3 separate regions of the Mus musculus genome follow, and regions 1 and 3 are each linked to region 2. The links are chromatin contacts, called in public HiChIP or PLAC-seq maps. All regions are on one chromosome and are shown on one strand. The core of a region is the stretch at or near the end of the contact, and the rest is flanking DNA. Distances in the headings are between cores, read along the strand shown. Region 1 overlaps Btrc (beta-transducin repeat containing protein). Region 2 has its middle 28 kb from the start of Lbx1. Region 3 overlaps Fbxw4 (F-box and WD-40 domain protein 4).

Evidence for each region. HiChIP or PLAC-seq counts read pairs in DNA pulled down with a chosen protein or histone mark.
Region 1: a contact with region 2 is called in an H3K27ac HiChIP or PLAC-seq map of acute myeloid leukemia, with 3 times the contacts expected there. The contact joins two enhancer-like sites. A contact is called at or near these places in 3 of 484 Hi-C or Micro-C datasets (the G1E-ER4 cell line, bone marrow-derived macrophages and embryonic stem cells), 5 of 115 datasets of contacts at active chromatin or transcription factors (acute myeloid leukemia, embryonic basal ganglia, embryonic forebrain and 2 more) and 1 of 9 other capture datasets (embryonic trunk).
Region 3: a contact with region 2 is called in an H3K27ac HiChIP or PLAC-seq map of acute myeloid leukemia, with 4 times the contacts expected there. The contact joins two enhancer-like sites. A contact is called at or near these places in 4 of 484 Hi-C or Micro-C datasets (embryonic stem cells, stem cell-derived neural progenitor cells and uterus), 5 of 115 datasets of contacts at active chromatin or transcription factors (acute myeloid leukemia, bone marrow-derived macrophages, embryonic basal ganglia and 2 more) and 2 of 9 other capture datasets (adipose tissue and pancreatic islet).

What each region holds. Positions count from the first base shown.
Region 1 is chr19:45,471,535-45,475,868 of GRCm38.p6, reverse strand. The region is part of intron 4 of Btrc (beta-transducin repeat containing protein); the gene reads right to left. Among named protein-coding and RNA genes, the nearest start is that of Gm19639, 70 kb to the left of the region's middle. Within about 2 kb of position 2,873, at least 80 of the 459 cell types and tissues checked have an H3K27ac peak or open chromatin away from gene starts, as enhancers often do. A contact at or near this core is called in acute myeloid leukemia, where this site is marked.
Region 2 is chr19:45,207,222-45,211,411 of GRCm38.p6, reverse strand. No RefSeq gene overlaps it. Among named protein-coding and RNA genes, the nearest start is that of Lbx1, 28 kb to the left of the region's middle. Within about 2 kb of position 2,506, at least 73 of the 459 cell types and tissues checked have an H3K27ac peak or open chromatin away from gene starts, as enhancers often do. A contact at or near this core is called in acute myeloid leukemia, where this site is marked.
Region 3 is chr19:45,583,875-45,587,822 of GRCm38.p6, reverse strand. All of the region lies in intron 6 of Fbxw4 (F-box and WD-40 domain protein 4), which reads left to right. Among named protein-coding and RNA genes, the nearest start is that of Dpcd, 25 kb to the right of the region's middle. Within about 2 kb of position 2,487, at least 36 of the 459 cell types and tissues checked have an H3K27ac peak or open chromatin away from gene starts, as enhancers often do. A contact at or near this core is called in acute myeloid leukemia, where this site is marked.

The DNA.
Region 1 (4,334 bases), core at 1,624-4,123, 260 kb before region 2:
AGATTGAAATGTGAACAGGGTCTTTGGAGCATCTTGAAGTGCCTCAGTCAGATAGATCAGTGGCCTCCAACAGCTGAACCACGCTGTCCAAAAAAGCATTCGTAGAGAGTTCACTGATAAAGAGAAGTTTACATAGGCACTGGAGTTGGAATGGCTTTCTCAGCAGCTCTGCCTTTATTCAAGGGCCATGGAGAAGCAGTGCTGAGCCCTGTGTCCTGCCTGTCTGTGCAGATCTACTCTGCTGGAAGATGCTGGAGGCCTGTGTGCACAATCAATGCCGCTCAACTCCAGGCTTAAGAACAAGCAGGCTGAGCTCCACTCCAGGCAAAGTTTTAAACATGTTTTGTTGACAGCTTTCAGTTTCTTGTTTCTTCCTCCTGTATGTTTAACAACTAACTAGTGCCTGTAGCAACACGCCTGCACAGTGACTGGAGACTGGGAGATCGTTCATGAAGATTCTTGGATGGGTCTGGACTTTTGAAAATCAATTCTCTTTTGAACTTGATTTGAATTTGATCAATTTTAACACAGACTAAGATCTCTGTGGACACTTGCTTTATCAATGGTATGTACTACTTCAGGCTTCTGTTATACAACAAATGTGTTATCAATCTGTTAATCTGTTTTGTTTCAAATCTTTTGAGACAAAAAGTCATACACAAGCAGAGTGAGTGTATTCCACATTAGCTTGACAAGTATACACTCTAACCAATAAGTCGCTTTATTGTGTATTTCTGAAAACTGTGGTAACAAACAGGTGAGTCCTGAATTTCATTCCTGGCTTCTTTACACAGTATTATACTTCTGAGATTCCCCAATCACACTGGCCCTGATGATACAATTACACCTTGCTGTGTCCACCACAAAGCTAAGCTAAGGTCTGTCAGAAGGGCCTCCATGAAGACTTGCTCTTGTGGAACAGTATATTAGAGAAGCCTGTTAACATGTAGTTTAAAACTCAGAAGAAACTGTGAACAGCTGAAATGCCTTATAAATAGCACAGACCCAGAGGAAGTGCAAACGTCTGCACTGTGAATTGTAGATCTTAATTACCGACAATGGCTGGTACAGCAAGTAGCACGGAAAAAAAGTGAAACAGTTGCACTGTTCATGGTTGGCAATAATTCTTCAGGAAAATATTTACTATCAATCAGTTATGAGAAAAGGGACTCTGTGCTCGTAAAACAGCACGTTGCTTCTCATACCAGGACCATTTTGCTTCAGCATAATCTGAATTTAAACAGCTTGTTTCCTGCGGATATAATTTTGGAAATAAATAAAACAAGTCTTCTATCAAAATCTGGAGTGAGTGGGAAGGAACATCACATTTTTCTGTCTCGGTTTCAAACAGATTATTATCTCAAATAAAAGCCAGTAATAACAAAATAACAACAACAACAACAACAGATACAGAATGTATACAAGACCACCGAATGGGCTTATTCCAAACAAAGACAGAACTACCCCTGTCTAGGCCAGGAATCAAGGTAGAAGTATTTGAACAACTCAATTTTAACTATACATGTTTATGGAACGGGTGTGGGATATAAAGGTAAATTATGGAAAAGCCTCAAACCAAAATTTTCTGTGGTACATCAATAAAGTCAATAGAAAGATAACATAAAAATTAATGTTCTTAGTTTTCTTTCATAATTAAAAAACATGAAGGTTGACAATTAGGTACGATGTGATTATAGATTTGAGAGACTGAGTTGACAGTAATGACTGTCCATTTAAAGCTACAATAAATACAGAGCTCATCATCTCCAGACGAGTGTCCTAACTCCAGCACTGTGAGCAGACAGAAGGCTCTAAACTCAACGAGCTAGGCACGGTGGGGCACCCCTCTAATCCCAGCACAGGTGGGTTTCTGTGGGTTCAAGGCCAGAATGGTTCGCACAGCCAGGGTTACCCGAGACAAACAGACAGACAGACAGAAAAAGTAAACTATATACAAGACACTTCATGGCTTCAAATATTATCCGGAGCACTCCCCACTTTTAGTTTTAAATATTTTCTTGACCCTTTTTCCGGCAAGCTAAGATTCAGGAGACTGCTGTGAAGGTAACTTATGAAACAGCTGTGCTTTCTTACATTTTATAGCAAATTAAGGGGAGTGCCCTTTCCATACGGAAACTGCAAAACTAGAGTACCCAACAGAGGAGAGCTATATACAAAATAAGGTTCGTTTCTGCTTTTGAGAAGAACCAATACCTTCTGTAAAATGCAAACAAGCAATATTTAATAAAAAGGCTATAATTAGTACTTATACCTAAACCAAAATATGGACCTGCAGGCCACACTGGAGCACAATCTGAATCAGTAGCAGACAAACCATTACTAAGAAGTAAAGGTGAGGAAAAAGAAATAAAAAATGTTTAAAGATCCACAAACATAACTTTGAGTCATTTCTTTCAAGGGTCAAGCAGTAACTGAGGCCCAGAGAGACAGCATGAAATCACGAGACAGACAGAGCATGTTTAGCAGGGAGAGAGGACAACTCTCATTGGGGCCATGCTATTGTACTGTGGTAAACATTTTTTTCAGTTATGTATTTTTATCTGACAATCTGTCTCAAATCTGAAGCAATGAACTAGAAGACAGGATGTGGGCCAATAAGGAGAAGCAGGAAGTTGGTTGTGTTCCAACTGGAAATTATAGAAATCATTATTCAATTAGAGTGGTTAAGGGGACAATGAGAGAAAATAGGTGTCAGAATAATGTTAAGACAGGCAGGAATGGGAGGAGAAGGTCACCATCTGGGAGCAAGGAGACAGACATGATGAGCAGCAATGAGCAAACATTTCCTCACTCAAGAGCACGGAAGAAATTACACCACTGTGCCAGATGCCAGAAGATTTCTAACTGCACTACTCAAGTAGAGGGTAGAAAAAGAAACAACCCCACCCCCACACGGTAGAGACACACAGCAACGCGGCTAAGGAGTTCAGAAACACTGGCTTACCAAGTAGAGAAAAACAAAAGGAACAGATGCTCAGTTGGCCAGCTCTCAAGGAAACTCATTAAATTGTCGCCCTGTCTTTGGGTTGGTGCTCATGTTAAGACTTTGCCTTTGCCTTGTTTAGCAGCAGGAACCCACTTGTGACGAAAGCGAGAGCAGCGTGCACAAGCGTGAAAGCACACTTTCTCCACCCAGTCCCCACCCGGGGTCCAAGTGGCACCTGCAAGCTGTTACTAAGGAACTGAAATTTAAATCTAATTTACATTAATCCTCATTTTTGTAGCAAATTAAGATGTGGACTCAATACACAATTGATGAACCTACCTTTTGCTGCTATAATTTAAAATAAATCTGACATTACTCATATGGCTAATTCCAATGGCTATGTGTAATATGTTTTCAGCTAATAAAGCAGGGTTAAGAGATTACTATATGTTTTAGGAAATAGAATAAAAATTATTATTGCTACTATGTAACAATTTGATTGTGTTCCCCTCTAACCACCTCGTGTATGAGAACAGAGTCCTCAGGAACAGTTAGCAGAAGATCCAGGAGAGCTTGGCACTCCTTCCATCCTGAGACTACTCATAGCAAGGCTCCGTCTACCAAGATGTGAACTTTTAAGTAGACATTGAATCTATTGTCACAATCATATAAAAATTATTTTTATAAGCTACTGTTTATATTTTGTTGTAGTAACCCAAAAGAAATAAGATAGCTTTTCTTGAATTTTATAAGATAGAGTTCACATGATAGAAACAAAGTCTTACCTCTAATAGTAAATAAAAAAGAATAGATTAAGCTGAAATTTGGAAAAAATTGCAAAACAACAAAATCCTAAATGGTAATAAAGATGTTTTTTTTAAGAAAAACAGAAACAATGCCTGTGTACCATGCACATGCAGTGTTTATATTGGCCACAAGATGAAATTGGATCCCCTGAACTGTAGTTACAGATGGTTGTAAAGCCACCATGTGGGTGCTGGGAATTAAACCTGGATCCTGTACAGGATCAACCTGTGATCTTAACTACTGAGCCATCTCTTCAGCTCTGAAGATTTTAATTTGAAATATTATTTTTGTATCTAGAGATATAGCACATATTTATACATGAAAGACTTAGGCCATATGGACAGATAAAAACAGTTTTTCATTCAAAATCAAATGTGACATCTCTTTTGGTTTTGGTTTTTGGAGACAGGGTTTCTCTATGTAGCCCTGGCTGTCCTATAACTTGCTTTGTAGACCAAGCTGGCCTCTGCCTTCCAATGGGCTTAAAGGCATATACAGCTATGCCTGGCCAAGTAACAGTGGCACAACATAACTGGATCTCTGCTCAAGCTGTCAGCGTCAGTCTATCTCCAGAGCACTA
Region 2 (4,190 bases), core at 1,257-3,756:
CTATCAAGATGCCCAAGACCACAGGGCCTGGGGAGAGAAGGGTTATACCAGACTTCCAGGTCTTTCTGGAAGGCCAAGCTGTGCCACCTGTCCCAGAGTTCTAGGAGACACCTGCATGCTATGATGACTGCCATTCTACTGGTTAGGCTGGGCACATTTTGTTATTTATACTCACAAAATCCCAAGTCAGGATGCATTGTGAGGTTTGGAGAACATGGCAGAAAGGGCAGGAAGCAAGAACACTGGGCTGTTTGTCATTTACCCACCTGCTTCTCATGCCTTTCTTGTTGGTCTCAGCACATCAGCTGCCTTCCTCCTCTTCCTCCTCCTTTTCCTCTCCCTTTGTTGCTTGGGTGGGTCTGAGACTATGCAATCCTCCTGCCTCAACCTCCAAAGGACCTGGGATTACAGGTGTGCACCACCAGGCCTGACCAACTTTTTCCTTTTTTATTTCTCTACCACTGAACCTTCAACCAAGGATTTTTCCTCACCCAGTCTATGCAATTCAGCTCTAGTCAGCATGGGGTCCAATATGTACTCTTAGGTTTTTGATCTTGGGTTATTTACTTATTTGCACACGTGCACATGTATGTGTGTGGTATGAATGCACACATGTGTGCATGCTCACATGTGTGTGGGTATACATGCATTTTCTGAGGCCTGAGGCTGATGTTAGGTATCTTCCTCCACTGCCCTCCACCTTATAGATTGAAGCAGGGTCACCTAGGTGAACCCAGAGCTTGACCACTGGGATGCTCTACCTAGTCAGCTTGCTTCAGAGGTTCTTGATTTCCACCTTCTGAGTGTGGGGTCATGGGCAGAGCACTGCACCCACTCGGCATTTACATGGGCGCTGGGAATCTGAGCACCATTGACTCGCCTGGGCAGTCAGTTCTTTACCCAGTGAGAAATTTCAAGCCTCAGAATCTGTAGTGTGTGTGGTGTGCAGTGGATGTGTGTCTATGTGTGTGTATGTGTGTGGTGTGTGTCTGTGGTGTGTGGTGTGTCTGTGCACAGGTGGAGGTTCTAGAAGGTACAGGAAGAGCTGGGGAAGAAGTGTGCCAGATTAAGATAAGCTCAGCCGGACTCCTGAGGTTGGCTGGAGGGTTAAGAGTTACACGTGTGAGTCAGGGCTTGGTTGACATTGGGCGTATGCTGAAGAAGATGCAGGCAGTAGTGGTGGCAGAGGAGCCTGGACAGGCCTTGGCCCCAGGATAGCATCTGCTCTGGGAGACAACCCAGGCTGGTTCTTCAGAGACTGGCAGAGGAGCCACCGGGTGGATAGGAAGGGCCAATGACTCATGGAGGCTCTTGTTTACATATTATCTCTCACCTGCTTCAGAAAGCTTTTGAAGTGGCGCCTAATTGAAGCCTCGGGTAGCTCGGCTTGCTGAGACCAGAGAGATCATGTCAGGGCTGGAGGCTGGCTTGGGTAAGGCTGGCACACCCGGGCGGGTACACTGCCCATGGAAGGAAGGCAGACCGAGCCCTGACTGGGCCAGGACGGAAGCTGGGAGATTCTCAGAAAGTCTGTGTAACCTGGGAAGATCGGTTTCGACACTTCCGGTTTGAGCCTGTTGAGTGTTTTGTTTGAGGCAGGGTCTAATGTTTTCCAGGCTGATCTCAAGCTGGCTGTGTAGCCAAGGAAGACACCTTGAAATTCTGGTCCTTCCACCTATACCTCCAAGTGTCGGGCTTACAAATACGCGTCACCACACACGCAGTTTATTAATGCTGGGCACCGAACCTGGGAGTCCAGGCTTCACACAGCTAGGCCAGCACTCTCCCAGTCAAGCAAGGAACATCTTTAGCCTCTGCTAAGGTTCTCTTTTTGTTTCTTTTGTTTTTGTTTTTCTGAGACAGGGTGACTCTGTGTAGTCCTGGCTGGCCTGAAACTCACTCTGCAATCTAGGCTGGCCTTGAACTCACAGAGATCCACTTGCCTCTGCCTCCTGAGTGGAGTGACTAAAGGTGTCACTATCTGTCAGGCTCTCTGTTGGGACACTTGTTAGCTATTCTGAGCCCCACCTGGCAGAGGCTTTGGTCTTTGTTCTTCAGGAATTTCCAACTTCTGGTCTCTAAGAGGGAAGGCCTTTCCTTCCAGGGTCTAGATGTCCCTGACCTCAGGCTAAAAGACTCATGGGAGGGAATCTTGTCTTATTTTAATTTACTTCTTTTTGTTTTGTTTTGTTGTTGTTGTTGTTTTTCGAGACAGGGTTTCTCTGTATAGCCCTGGCTGTCCTGGAACTCACTTTGTAGACCAGGCTGGCCTCGAACTCAGAAATCCACCTGCCTCTGCCTCCTGAGCGCTGGGATTAAAGGCGTGCGCCACCATGCCCAGCTTTAATTTACTTCTAAGCCTACCCCACACCAGCATGGTCTGCCCCATGACCCCCAGAGTAAAACTTGGAGGAATCCTACTGCTTCGTCTGCCTTTGTCTGGTAGCACTCGGAGAAAGAAGTCTCCGGTTCCCAACCCCCAGGGTCTTCTTAGGCTATGACGCGGGGGTGGGTGCTGAACTCTGTCTGCCCCTCCTCCACAATGCTTCCGGCCTCTTACCTGACCGTCCCCGACTCCTCCGGCTTCCATCAGATCAGGTTTCCTTAGGAGGCACACTGACAACTTCCAAAAGTTACACCAAGTTTTGGCAAGTCTGACTGAACCCCGACAGACTTTTCTGTCACATTTCCTTACAGCTACTTAAACCGCACTTTGCTGTGTAATAGAACACCTCCCAGTCGGGGAGCCGGAGGGGTCTCCCGCAGGCAGGATTCAACACGAAGACAGTCAGGAAAAGCAGAGGCTGGGGGTTTAGCCTACAAGGGTAAGTTCGTCACCCTGGGGGGTCGGGGAGATGCTGATAGAGAGGCACAGAAAAGCCAACTTCAGCCAACCAGGGTCATGGGGCGGAGAGGCGGAACGCAAGGCTTCTCTGCTTAGACGGTCACCACATCTTCCTACTCTGCGGAAGGGAAACCCAAACCCCATCCTGAGCCGAGGGACAGCCGGTAGGAGGTAAGTGGATAAGAAGACACGTGAGCATTGAGGGACTATCAGGGCCGAGCTGATGGCCTGAAGCCAGAGAGGGAGGGCTTTCCAGTAGTAGGTGAAGAACAGAAAGGAAGACCGGCGCTGCCCCGGGGACCCCACCCCCGACATTCTTGGAGTGTGAGATACATTAATTAAGGAAATAAGCTCTGGGTTAGGAGGGAAACGGCGGCTTGCAAGAAGCAGAACCAGAGAGGAGTGTCTACGGAAAGGAAATCGGGTCAGGAGAGACTCCCAGTCACAGGGTAGGAGGCTGTTCTAGGGGCTCAGAGCCAGGAACACAGCAGTCATAAACTAGGGTTTTTGCTCTGAAGTCTCCCTCTCGTCACACATGTGCCCCCCCCCTCCCTACGGTAGGACACTGAGCAGCTGGGAACATCATCTCGAGATGCATCTCAAAAGACAGGGACAGAAAGCCACCAGAATGTCACAAAAGTTATGTCCTCTGAGAAGGTGAGTTTGGAGGTCGGTTGGCCAGGGCGAGGGAGGAAGGAAGTGGGGGTTGGGGGGAGAACACTGGCCTGCAGCCTGTGCTAGAGAAGGAGCCAAGGCAGAGCCCATGCTGGGTGAGACCGTCCTGACTGTCCTGAGACATGCTTTGTAGACCAGGCTGGCTTGAACTCAGAGATCTGCCTGCTTCTGCCTCCCAAGTGCTGGAAATAAAGGCCTGCACCGGTTGGCTGAAATCTCCCTCAATCTCTTCGAAAAGAAAAACAAAAACAAACAAAAAAAAAACCATAAAACCAAAAATCAAAGCATTGCTTTGCTTTCTGTAGCTGTTCTAAAACCCTTAGAAGTGAGAAAATCAGGCTGGTGAGTTGGATCCCCAGGACCCTCACATGTTATCCCCTGACCTCAGCACCATGGCAACCAGGCTTGCCCTTCACTTCCCACCACAAACGGAGGAATGTTCTCTAAAAATGAGAAAACCGTCCTTTTGAGTTCAGAAGAGCTCCCACGACCGCTAACCCACGACCGCTAACCCACGACCGCTAACCCACGACCGCTAAGCGTCAGGTTGGGCACCTGACCACACACTTCCAGCTCTGAGCCCTGAAGTATGGACTCTGGAGAGGCAGCAGTGAAGGAAAGTCATACTTCAGCGGTGCAAGCCTGGCCGTACAGCGCCAATGCGAGCTTC
Region 3 (3,948 bases), core at 1,238-3,737, 380 kb before region 2:
AACCAAAGGGTTTGTGAGGATCTCACCTCTCAATTCCCAGAATACCTGTGGCCTCTGGCCAGGGTAGAGGGAACTGCCAGCCCCACAGCAAGGAGGATCTTGCCAGGAGGGCTGTGGTTTGGGATGGCATTTGTGCCAGCAGCTTCAGTCAGCCACACAGCTGTAGCTCATGACAATCATCTCTGCCTGGGCCTGGCTCGCAGACTGTGGTCTGAGTACACCACCATGGCCTAGCAACCAACATCTCAACTGGATGATCTTCAAGCTGCCTGTGGCTGCCTTGGAGGCACTAGGGTCAGGATGGTGTTCTAAGGGGCACTGCCATTTTCATGAAATCTCTAGATGTCATCAACCCCAAACACAAATAAGTATAGGCACAGGGCTGGGCAGTGGTGGTGCACGCCTTTAATCCCAGCACTTGGGAGGCAGAGGCAGGCAGATTTCTGAGTTCGAGGCCAGCCTGATCTACAGAGTGAGTTCCAGGACAGCCAGGGCTACACAGAGAAACCCTGTCTCAAAACCACACACACACACCAAAAAAAAAAAAAAGAATGGGCACAAGACAACTGAGGTCTCTGATTGTCCTGGAACCAAATGAGTTATTGTCACTGTATTCTCTGCCAACTTCTGGGCTCTGCCTGTGACAGGGCCACCCTAGTATCACATGGTATTGCCTCTTCTCTAGCCCCAGACTGCCCTCATCACCCATAGGAGGAGCCAGACCTTGAGCAGACATCTACCCTGTATCCAGAATTGTGCTCAGCTTAGAGAACTGAGCAGGCCAGGGGGTACGGAGATGCCCTGGTGGAGGAAATGGATGGCCAGGGCAGCTCTGAAGCTGTCTTGCCTAAAGAAGCCCAAGCAGATAATAAAGCCGTGTAGAAAACAGGATTAAGGTAATGAACAGGCAGGACCAAGTTTGATCTTTCAATAACACCAAAGCCTGAGTGACAGGCAATCTGCGAGGTGGAGTGGTATTGCCGGCAGGACGCTGGCTGGGCGGAATGTGCCACTGCCTGGATGCTTTGCTTTTAACCTGTCACCGCCGAAACCTGAGCACAGCCTGAATTTCCTTTTATGTGTGTGCTGACTTGGGGTGTAGGGTAGCTCTCGGCATCTGAGCTACCCTGAGGTGATGGTGGGGGCTGGGACACCCAGGAAGTACAGCTACCCCACTGGACACCAGTTGTGTCCCCTTTAGAGCTGTTGCCACATTCATCTCCCAGGTACCCACCACTGTGGTCAGAGGGACGGCACAGCCCTTTCAGGGTACTCAGGAGCCAAGCAGGGAAGAGGGGCGAGGAAGGGGCTGGTCGAGGTTGCCTGGTATCTCCTTTTCAGCCTTTTCCTCTATTGGAACAGCACTGTAAAGTTAAGCCCAAGGAGGGGGGATTTCCAATGAGGAAGATGGGGCATCTTTCTCACAGCATAGCTTCGAGGTGCACAGAACTTGATTTCTGATAGTCTCCAGGCCCAGTATTCATTTTCAACTGCCAACACCTCCTAGTGACATCCAACCTTTGAGGTAGTCTTGTTAGGCTCTGAGGGACTGTGCTTTGCAAAGCCATCCCTTAGCTTGAAGCCCGGAGACGTTAGAGTTTGCGTCCTCTGTCTGCATTTCAACAAAGCACTTGGCTAGTCCCCAGGGGTGCACACATCTCTAGCTACTGGAGGTTGGAGAAGGTCAGAGTGGCCTGACATCACCTTCCACCACTGACTCTGCTTTTGCTTTAGGACTTGCATTTTCTACCAGGGGGCATTTGAGCTGGCTGCATTTAGCATTGGTCCCTAAGAGCAGAGCACTCTGGGTCCCCTGTGGCTAGGGACAGGTAAGCTACTATGACTACAGACCTGAAGGTATCACAGAGGGTCCAGCCCTTGGACATAAGCAATCCTAGGGACTGCTAGGGAGGGAAGCAGGTAGGGGCTTTTGCTGACTTCACTGTTGAGAGGTATTGAGCTCTCTGGATAGTCCACCTCGCAGGTGTGTATTCACATGTCGCTATACAAACCCTTTATCTCTGTCCCCTGAGGCCGGGGCCACCACTGTTCTCTGTTATGCTTTTCTTCCTCTACTGAAGGAACCCACTAAATCTCTTCTCTGCAGGGAACGGGCAGAGTGGGTTTCCCACCCACCTGGGCTTTGCTCAGGGCAGCCCCATACTGGAACCAATCTCTGCCTAAGGAGACCTTCCAGGTCAGCACTAATACTGTCCCCTCATGAAGCTTTCCCTGATCTGTCCCCATGGCCTCTTCTACTGAGTCCTGAGCTAGCCTACTGACCAGGGCTACCTGGTTAATCCCAGGTATCTGGGAACGTGGCTTCAGCTTGTGCTGAGCACAGGATATGAACACAGGGCTGACATCAGAACGGCAGGGTCACATGGATGGAGATGGAAACTATGGTCAGCCCAGGCTGGTATGCTAAGGACATCACACATGCCCCATCCCACCCAGATGTGGCTTTGTCTGCCCAGGCCTTCCTCTCCCCCGCCCCGTACAGGGGCCTGGCCTTCAGTCAGGGTGATTATGGGACTGCCCCTCTTGAAAGTACCTGCCTTCTCCTTTGAAAGTATTACTGACAGCTTTTTCATTCTCCCTTTTCTTTACTTCTTTAAGGAACCCTGTAATTTCTTTTTCTTTCTCCCCCCTTGGTTTTGCTTTCTTGTCCCCTCTGTCCCCCTCAACTCTTTGAAATTGGCTCTCTGCCTGCTGACACCAAACTGATACTTTGCGTTTCACTTCTCCTTATCCCTTTATGGCAACAGATGTTGAAATTTTGTATCCTTTTATCTGCCCGGCTGCCCTTTCCTGTAATTATGTCGCCTTGTTAGCAGTACAAAGTGGGCTGCCTGGCTGCCTGGCCTTTGAGCCAGTGTGTCTGAACACGTGTGCTCTGGTGGGTGCCGAGAGGGGATACATGCTCTCACACACACATGCTTACACACACACATGCTCACATACATACATGCTCATACACACACATGCTCACACACACACATGCTCACACACATATATGCTCATACACACACATGCTCATACACACACATGCTCTCACACACATATATGCTCACACACACACATGCTCACACACACATGCTCACATACATACATGCTCACACACACAGATGCTCACACACATACATACATGTGACAGATACCATGTGTCTTCTCCTCAGACCTGATGTGGCAGGGGCGAAACCCTTCAGCATCATCTCTTTATCCTACATCTCCACTGTTACATTTGGGGTCTGGGGCAAGTGCTCAGTGGGCAGAAAGTGTCTTTTCATCAAGCCTGACAACTTGAGTTTGATATTCAGACCCTACATGGCAAGAGATAACTGAGTCCTTGAAATTGCCCCAACTTCTATAAGTGCACCGTGGTACCCACATGGTACCTTTCTAAGAACCATGTGAATTTTTTTTTTTCTTTTAAATTCAGGACATATTCCCAATGAGGACCAGACCCTTAGGCACTCGTGAGGTGCAGAGGCCCGCAAAGCACAAGTGAGGGCCTGAAGCTGGTCCTTGTGTCCACTGGGGTAGGCCAACTACGGATGATATCTAAGGTCCTGTGTGTATGAGAGAAAAGTGGGAAGGCCACCAGCAAGAGAGTGCAGTAGAGCAGGCAGGCTTGAATCCATGATCTTGACTTCTGGTTACCAGGGGCAACCTGTGCCTTGGCTTACTCATCTGTACAGTGGTGTTAGGAGACCCCAGGCCCATGCTAAGGACTCCATGAGCCGAGTCTATGAAGCACTGTGTGTAGTGCCTCCCAGACACAGGGACTCAGCCACGTGAGCTGCTGTAGAGGTGGCAGCTATCTGCCACCCGAGCCTGCAGAGCCATCTCCACTCCTCTCACGAGGCTACCAGGCTGCGGTTGCAGCTTTCCTGGTCTGTTTTCTTGGTGTGTGAACCTGAAGGTATTTTCTCTGTAGCTCTGGCT